2 separate regions of the Mus musculus genome follow, and region 1 is linked to region 2. Evidence: chromatin contacts called from public promoter capture Hi-C data. All regions are on one chromosome and are shown on one strand. Each heading gives the region's core, a stretch centred on a gene start, on an enhancer-like site or on the middle of the called end of the contact. The rest is flanking DNA. Distances are from core to core; before and after follow the strand shown.

The links. Promoter capture Hi-C pulls out the DNA fragments that hold promoters and counts their contacts.
Region 1: a promoter capture Hi-C map of liver shows a contact between it and region 2, with 3 times the contacts expected there. The contact joins the enhancer-like site here to the promoter of Cmah in region 2. A contact is called at or near these places in 8 of 39 promoter capture datasets (the C10 cell line, the HPC-7 cell line, HPC-7-derived erythroid cells and 4 more), 3 of 15 datasets of contacts at CTCF or cohesin (CD8 T cells, large pre-B cells and pro-B cells), 16 of 484 Hi-C or Micro-C datasets (the C10 cell line, CD4 T cells, CD8 T cells and 7 more), 7 of 115 datasets of contacts at active chromatin or transcription factors (bone marrow-derived macrophages, fibro-adipogenic progenitors, heart atrium and 3 more) and 2 of 9 other capture datasets (adipose tissue and liver).

What each region holds. Positions count from the first base shown.
Region 1 is chr13:24,442,644-24,446,100 of GRCm38.p6, forward strand. All of the region lies in intron 11 of Cmah (cytidine monophospho-N-acetylneuraminic acid hydroxylase), which reads left to right. Among named protein-coding and RNA genes, the nearest start is that of Gm22013, 42 kb to the right of the region's middle. Within about 2 kb of position 2,203, at least 77 of the 459 cell types and tissues checked have an H3K27ac peak or open chromatin away from gene starts, as enhancers often do. A contact at or near this core is called in the HPC-7 cell line, adipose tissue, bone marrow-derived macrophages and 6 more, where this site is marked.
Region 2 is chr13:24,325,282-24,328,889 of GRCm38.p6, forward strand. It overlaps Cmah (cytidine monophospho-N-acetylneuraminic acid hydroxylase), which reads left to right and starts at 2,123. Exons shown (of 17, transcript NM_001111110.2): 1 at 2,123-2,207.

The DNA of each region.
Region 1 (3,457 bases), core at 953-3,452, 120 kb after region 2:
TGGAGCAGAGCTGAGCTCTGAACCACTTTTCCCCTCAGCCCAGCCTGAGCACTGGTCACACTTGCTGTTAGAAAGCACCCAGGAAGATGCTCTAGACCCGTTTCCTCAACTCTAATCCTTGAGCTGGAATCTGGGAAGAGCCAGTAATTCCAGGGAAGAGGCAGGTGCTGGAGTAGCAAAGAAAGTCCTTGGCTCAGAGTCCAAAATGCTTTTGATATTTTAACAACTGGTATATCTAACTAGACAAATACTAATTTTGTCCCTAAGGAATTGTTAAAGGGGGTGGTAAAGAAAAGAACTTGCCAGCATTCACAACTGTCACATCTAACAATGTAGGGACACCCAAGAAGGGGATAGAGGGCTTTTAGTCTTTATCCACCTCAAAATAGAAAAATAGAAGCACCCCCAAACACTGCCATGGATGTAACCCAGTGCACAGCTCAGAGGCAGGCAGTGTAACATAGCAGGGAAGTGGACGATTCAGGCTTTAGACTGCTTAAAGTTTAGAAATATGTTGTACCAACAGGGGAACCCAAGGCTGATATCAACCTGAACTCTAAATGTCTGTGATCAGGACACAATAGAAGAAGTAGCCAACTATCATTGTTATTTTCTTGAGACAAGCTCTTCCTATGTAGTTTAAGCTAGCTTTAAGCTCATTATCTGTCTCCCTCAAGCTCTCCAGTATTAGGACTGCAAAACTGTACTACCAAACCCAGCTTTAAAAGTTATTTCACAGAGTCTAGGTCATAAACAGCTATAAAATGCCTCAGACAATGTCAAATTTGGAAGGTTTCCCGGAAATATGTATTTTTTTCTTTTCTCACTTCCTTTCTTCTTGTGACTCCTTACCATATTTAGGGGGATCACTGAAAGCAAATTTTCTGGAAACAATAATTGTAGGATCATGGAAATGACTGTATCACAGCTCAGTAGTGGGATTGTAGACATATCCTCTGATAGTTTGTATAAGGAGGCATTAAATCATATTCCCTGTTCAGCCTCAAACGGTTAATGCAAGCCCACTTTCCCCATAGGCAAACTGAGCTCTGCACAGTGAACCATTGGGCAGTAGCATACACTGAGCAAACTGTATGACCTATGACCTCAGGACCCTGAAAAGTAAACAATCGCAGAAAATAGAAACAAAATGACAGCTTGACAGAATAACCCTTCAGTGATGCTGAGGTTTTAACTTTGTGTTTACTTGATTATTTGGGAATGGTATCCTGTGATGAAGTCCAGGCTAGCTTCAAACTCAAGATGCTTCTGGCTCAGCCCCAAATGCTAGGATTATGAGCACGTGCCACTATGCCACACCCTATGCTTCTGTTTTCTCAAAACCATAGTCTCTCTCTCTCTCTCTCTCTCTCTCTCTCTCTCTCTCTCTCTCTCTCTCTCTCTCTCCCTCTCTCCCTCTCCCTCTCTCTCTCTCTCTCCTCAAGACAGTCAAAGAGTGGTGTTGAATGCTGGTGAGAACAGGACACATTGCTGGGGTAAGGGTGGAGCAGGGTAGAGCAGGGGTGGGGTCGAAATCGAGGAAGATCAGAATAAGCAGGAGAACCTTCTGAGCTGGAAGGTTTTGTTTCCTTTAGTTCTTTCCTTTTCACTTGCCAAGTCCCCAGGTGACTGCTTCAGTCACAAGGCTGCCTCCATGAAACCCCAGGAGAGGGGAAAGAAGCCTTCTCTCAGGTCAGAAGGACTTTGATTTCAAGAGAGTAGAGAGAATCCTGTTGCTCTTTCTCTTCTTCCCTCAACTCGCTCCACCTACCTTCCCTGTTTGCTCTTTGGGAGACAGGGTCTGCTGCAGTATCCCGGTCCAGCCTTGAACTTGCAGCAGTTCTTGCCCCAGCTTTCCGAAGACGCAGAAAGGCCGTGAGTCTTGCTCTGTTGCTGTTTTTCTTTCTCTAATGCTTGGCCCCAAAGTAAATGGAATTCTTAGAAAGAAAGTACTCATCCAGTCAGGGAAGCCAAAGCCCTGGCTTCTCAGTAGATTATTTTCTACTGATGGATCATTTGACATTGATAGAGAGTAGACACTTGGGAGGCAAGAAAGTACTGGGGAATGTTTCAGGGAGAGTTATGGCTTATGAAAATGAGCCAGAAGAGCAAGTAAACTCTGGAGCTCGGCAACTGGCTGTACTTTGTGACCATAAGCAGGAGACGGAGACTCTGCAACTGAAGTACAAGAGAGAGCACAGCTTAAGCCCCATACTGGTGACCTGTGTGACCCCATGCTGGTGATTTGGCAATTGTGGAACAGAGCTAAAAGAGGAACTGAAATGAAAACCGCAGCCTGAAGATAGCATTTTTGAACTTGTAGCATAAACATGACCTGCTTTTAATATTTATTAAAACGAAAGTATAAACTGCCACAAATAGAAACAACACCCAGAGTATCATAAAATAGTTTTCTAAGGAAAAAGATAAGATCAAAAACTAAGTATAAAGAAAACCAGGAAAACATTGCCATGTCACGAGGGGAAGCACAATATATAGTAGATCCAAAATGACACAGATGCTAGAATTATTAGGGAAAAAAATCAAACATCTATAAAAGTTATGTTTCAATAAGTAATGGCAAAATCCTTTGACTGTAAAGACAGAAAGAAAGCTACTCACACAGAGAGAAGATAGAAGAACTAAATGGAAAATTTACATTCAAACTACACAGTCTACAAGGGCAAACACCTGGATGTGTTTCAAGGGCCTGCTGGGATTGAGAACAGCAAGAGGAAGTGAACTTAAAGATAGAGCAACAGAAGCCATGAAACCTATAAACAGGAAGAAAAAGACTGGGACAAACAAGAACAGGGGACCCGTGGGACAACGGCAAATGTCAGGTATCCATGAAGAAGAGGTAAAGGCCACGCATGTAAACAAGAGGAAGAGTGGGTGGATGGAACTAAACTTAATAAAGGTCAGAAACTTAGATGCTAGAAGCACAGTAAGGCCCCAAACAATATAAACTTGAATCAAAAGAAGCCTGGACCCATCAGAACAAAATTACCAAAACATAAAGACACAGCAATATCAAATTACCTTGGTTTTTTGTTTGTTTGTTTGCTTGCTTGCTTGTTTTTATCAGAGGAAACAATTCAAATAACTGGGCTTCTAATCAGAAACAGTGATGGCTGGAAGTTAGTGGAATTTTAAATGTGTTTACAAGACAAAACAATTGCATCTAGATCCAGGAAAGAGGTATTGGGGCAGAGAGGAAAGCAGACATTCTCAGATGAGAGGGCTCTGGGGATCACTGCCTTAGAAAAACTCATGGGATGTTCTTCGATTAAAGAGGCGTGGTTGTGAGGGAGAACAGAAATGAAAATATCTTGACATATTTAGTGGACAGCTTTTTCATTAGGTTTTTTAATTTGAAAGATGATGTAACACCGAGACAACTATCAGTATGGAGAGATGTTATAGATTAAACTGTGTCTGTTCAAAATTTTTATAT
Region 2 (3,608 bases), core at 873-3,372:
CTTCTTTTAGTGAGTGCAGTATCTGCAACAGGGTAGAAGTAGCTAGATTCATGGCTGCATCACAGAACCTAGAAGGGAACCTTACTTAGCATGAGTTTGGTAGTAGATGTCCCCAGTAGAGCTTCTGTTTGTTCTCAGTAAGGATACTATTGTTGGGAGAAGAAGCAGCTATCTTGTGTTCATGTTATCAGTAATTTGGGGGTTACAACTATTCCCCCCTTTTTTTGGTGACTCCAGAGGCCAATCTTGGACTCTTTATAGGCTTAAATCATCTGTGCTAGCTGGTTGGTACTGGGATCTCATCACCATCAATTGAATACTCCCTAATCTCTGCTTTATATACAGCAAAAGCTTATTGATTATGCATGGCCCGAATGTGAGCAGTAACAGAAGACTTATCAGGGGCCCTGTAATTGTAGAAATGAGGGTAGTTAACCATGGGGAAGTATTAAATAGTGAATGATACCAGCTTTTGGAGTTTTCTCGTTCTTTTTTGGCGCCTCTCTATGCTTTCTCTAACCTTAGCTAGTAATTCTCTGATTATTCCAGAGTGATTTACCTAAAAGCAACATTCTTCTCATAGAGCCGCACACAAGCCTCCCTGCTGCAGGAGCAAAGTCTAACCCTCGTCTGTTCTGAAGAACTGCCTCAGCCAGAGAATCTACATTTCGCTCTAGGTATGCGATGGATTTTTCTAAGTATTGGATGTCTTGATCTATATCTAATTTAAGGCTGTTGTAGTTCTTCTCTTGCAACGTTAGGGCTGCTATCCCGGAGCTAGCCCTGCTCCCAGAATTACAGCCAAAGTTAGGGAAATAGGTTCTCTCTTCTGTCTCATGAGGTCTCCCCCAACATGCCCTATTAGGTTCTTTGGCACTATTTTTTCTGAATAATAGGTTATGCGTGGCACCAACTGAACTACAATACAGAACTCTTTTGCAGTAGGGGAATTAAGGACCTCTCCGTGCACACATGGAGTCAACCCTGTTGAACAGTCCCACCAAGCCTGTTCAGGGGTGGGTGGGTGGGTAGGAATAACCCAGTTTGAATGAACCATGGGGGTTTTTTGGTTACAAAGGTGCTGATGTGACAAGGGAATGTTCCCCAGGCAGGTCCCCTGTCTTGATATGGTGGTCTGCAGGATTAAGGCTGGACCTCTTGGGACCATCTGCATGCAGTGTCTCTCTCAGACTTATTATATCTAGATATAAATCCAACACCTTCATAAAAAGGGGGTCTGGCATTAGAGCACAGCCAGCAGGAGGTGGTTAGCTCTGGCCGGGAGCCGTTCAAAATCTGAAAGGTTTTTAGCATCATTGACCAGAGCAGATCTACCAGCTCTGTGCGATTCAAAAAAGATCCTGGGGCTGGGGACCCCTGCTGGGGGAGGACTTGGGGAGGGGGCAGCAGTCCAAGGACGGGCTTTGGCGCAGGTTTTTTCGGGGCAAGACCTCTTGGTTTAGGGTTTGCCAAAATCCGATTTGGTCCTACAGCCACCCGCAGGGGGTTCACAATTGGTTTTACCACAAGTTTGATGGTGAAGAGGAGGCCTGGACTAATCCCTCCAATGACATGGAGTCATTGACATGGAGTCAGAGGCCCCAGGACCTCTCAGCTTCCCAACCCTTCCCTGTTTCCCTTTGTCTGTAAACCTCAGTAAAACTTCAGACCTGCTCCCCTTCCTGCCAACTGTGATAAGGTCTTCCTTCGACACTCCCCAGGTTTTTTAGCCCTCTAACTGATGTCTCACACCCCCCAGGAAGTACAGTAAAATTGTTCTGGACCCCCACATGTAATAGTCCTTTTCTGTCCTGGACATATATAAAGTTCTTCACCGACATGGTGGATATGAATGCCATAAAGTCTGTTAGGTGTCAGGCCATGAGTTATCAGCCAGCTGGCACAGATCAAAGGTTAAATCTGGAAACCACCGGGTCCCAAGTGACTTTTTTGTATTAGGAGGTTGGGCCCGGTAACCCGTTTCAGGATTCTCAACTGTCCAAGTCAAGTCATAAGGCTGGTGTGAGTTTTTGATCTCTGAATGGAGACATGGGCTAGGAACAGCAGTGCATGAAGCCAGTAAAAACAGCAAGCTTAGGACAGAGTTAATTTTAACTTGAAGGGATGAGTGCCCTTTTGGACCCTCCATTCTGGCAGTGGCAGCTGTGAAGTCTAGCGATCTTCTTCTGGAGAGAACAGATCAGCAGGTGAGTGCAGTGTATCCAAGTAGTGATACAGTCCACCTTTACAGCTGTTAAAATTGTTAGCAGGATAATGTAGGGTCTCTTCTAACAAGGCTCCAGCGCTTTCTGGCAAAACTGCCTCACGTAGACCTAGTCTCCAGGTTGAAACTTATGGGGCTCTGGAACTGGGGCCTGCTTCATAGAGGGCACACAGTTTAGACCAACCCTGCTCGTGAACCCATTGAGTTGCTCTGACCTTCGTTATGAATTTCATAACCTTCTAATTCTGCAATGGCTACTGACTGAAGGTTAGGGACAATAGGGGCAGGGACACCATACATGATTTCAAAAGGAGTTAGTCCTAACTGGTAAGCACAAAGGGAAGGAGTGTCACCTAGTCTATGGCAGACTCTAGGGCTAATTTAGTCAAGGTCTCCTGAAGTGTCTGATTCATTCTTTCTACGTGTCCTGAACTTTGGGGCCTGTGCACAATGTAACTTCCTATCTGTCCCAATATATCTCGCTACATCCTGGCTTACTTTGGACACAAATGCTGTCCCATTGTCTGACCCTGTCATATGAGGGAATCCATACCTCGGTAGGATATCTTCCAGCAACTTCTTAGCCACTGCCTTTGCAGTCTCAGTCTTTGTTGGAAAGGCTTCTGTCCACCCAGAGAAGCTATCCACGAACACTAGTAAGTCCCTGTAGCTGTACTTTCCTGGTTTGATTTCTGTAAAATCAACTTCCCAGTAGGTCCCCTGGTCTCTATCCTCACAGACATAAGCCAGAATGTTTGGCAGTGCTGTGGGTGTTGGTCAATTGGCAAGCTCTGCAGCTTGATATTACATCTTCGACAGTACGCTGCATTTTTCTGAAAATCACTTTAGATTGTCTCACTGTATCTGCCATCCGTTTCACTCCCATGTGAGTGATTCTGTGGATTTTTTTGAGGATAGACCTTGCTAGGGGGGCAGGTAATATTAGCTTACCTTCAGCCATCTGCCACCAGCCCTCTGAACACTGGTTCATGGGCTGACTCTTGGCTCATTTGACCTCCTCCTCCGTGTAGGCTGGGCATTCCTGTAGGTTGGGGTCGGGTGGTTCTGGTAAAGTTGCAGCTAACACGGAGGCAGCTGTTTCCTCTAAGGCTGCCTCTTTGGCAGCTCTGTGAGCCAAGTTCTTACCTCTGGTGACTGCCGTGGTTCCTTTTTGATGGCCTGGACAATGTATGATTGCCATTCTCATTGGCAGCCAGAGGGCTTCAAGGAACTGTAGGATCCCATCTTTGTTTTTGATAGTTTTTCCTTCTGCAGTTAGGATCCCTCTCTCCTGGTATATGGCTTCATGTATATGGGCCAACGCATACCGGCTATCGGTGTAGATGTTGATGGCTAGCCTTTTTCCCATGATGAGGGCCTGGGA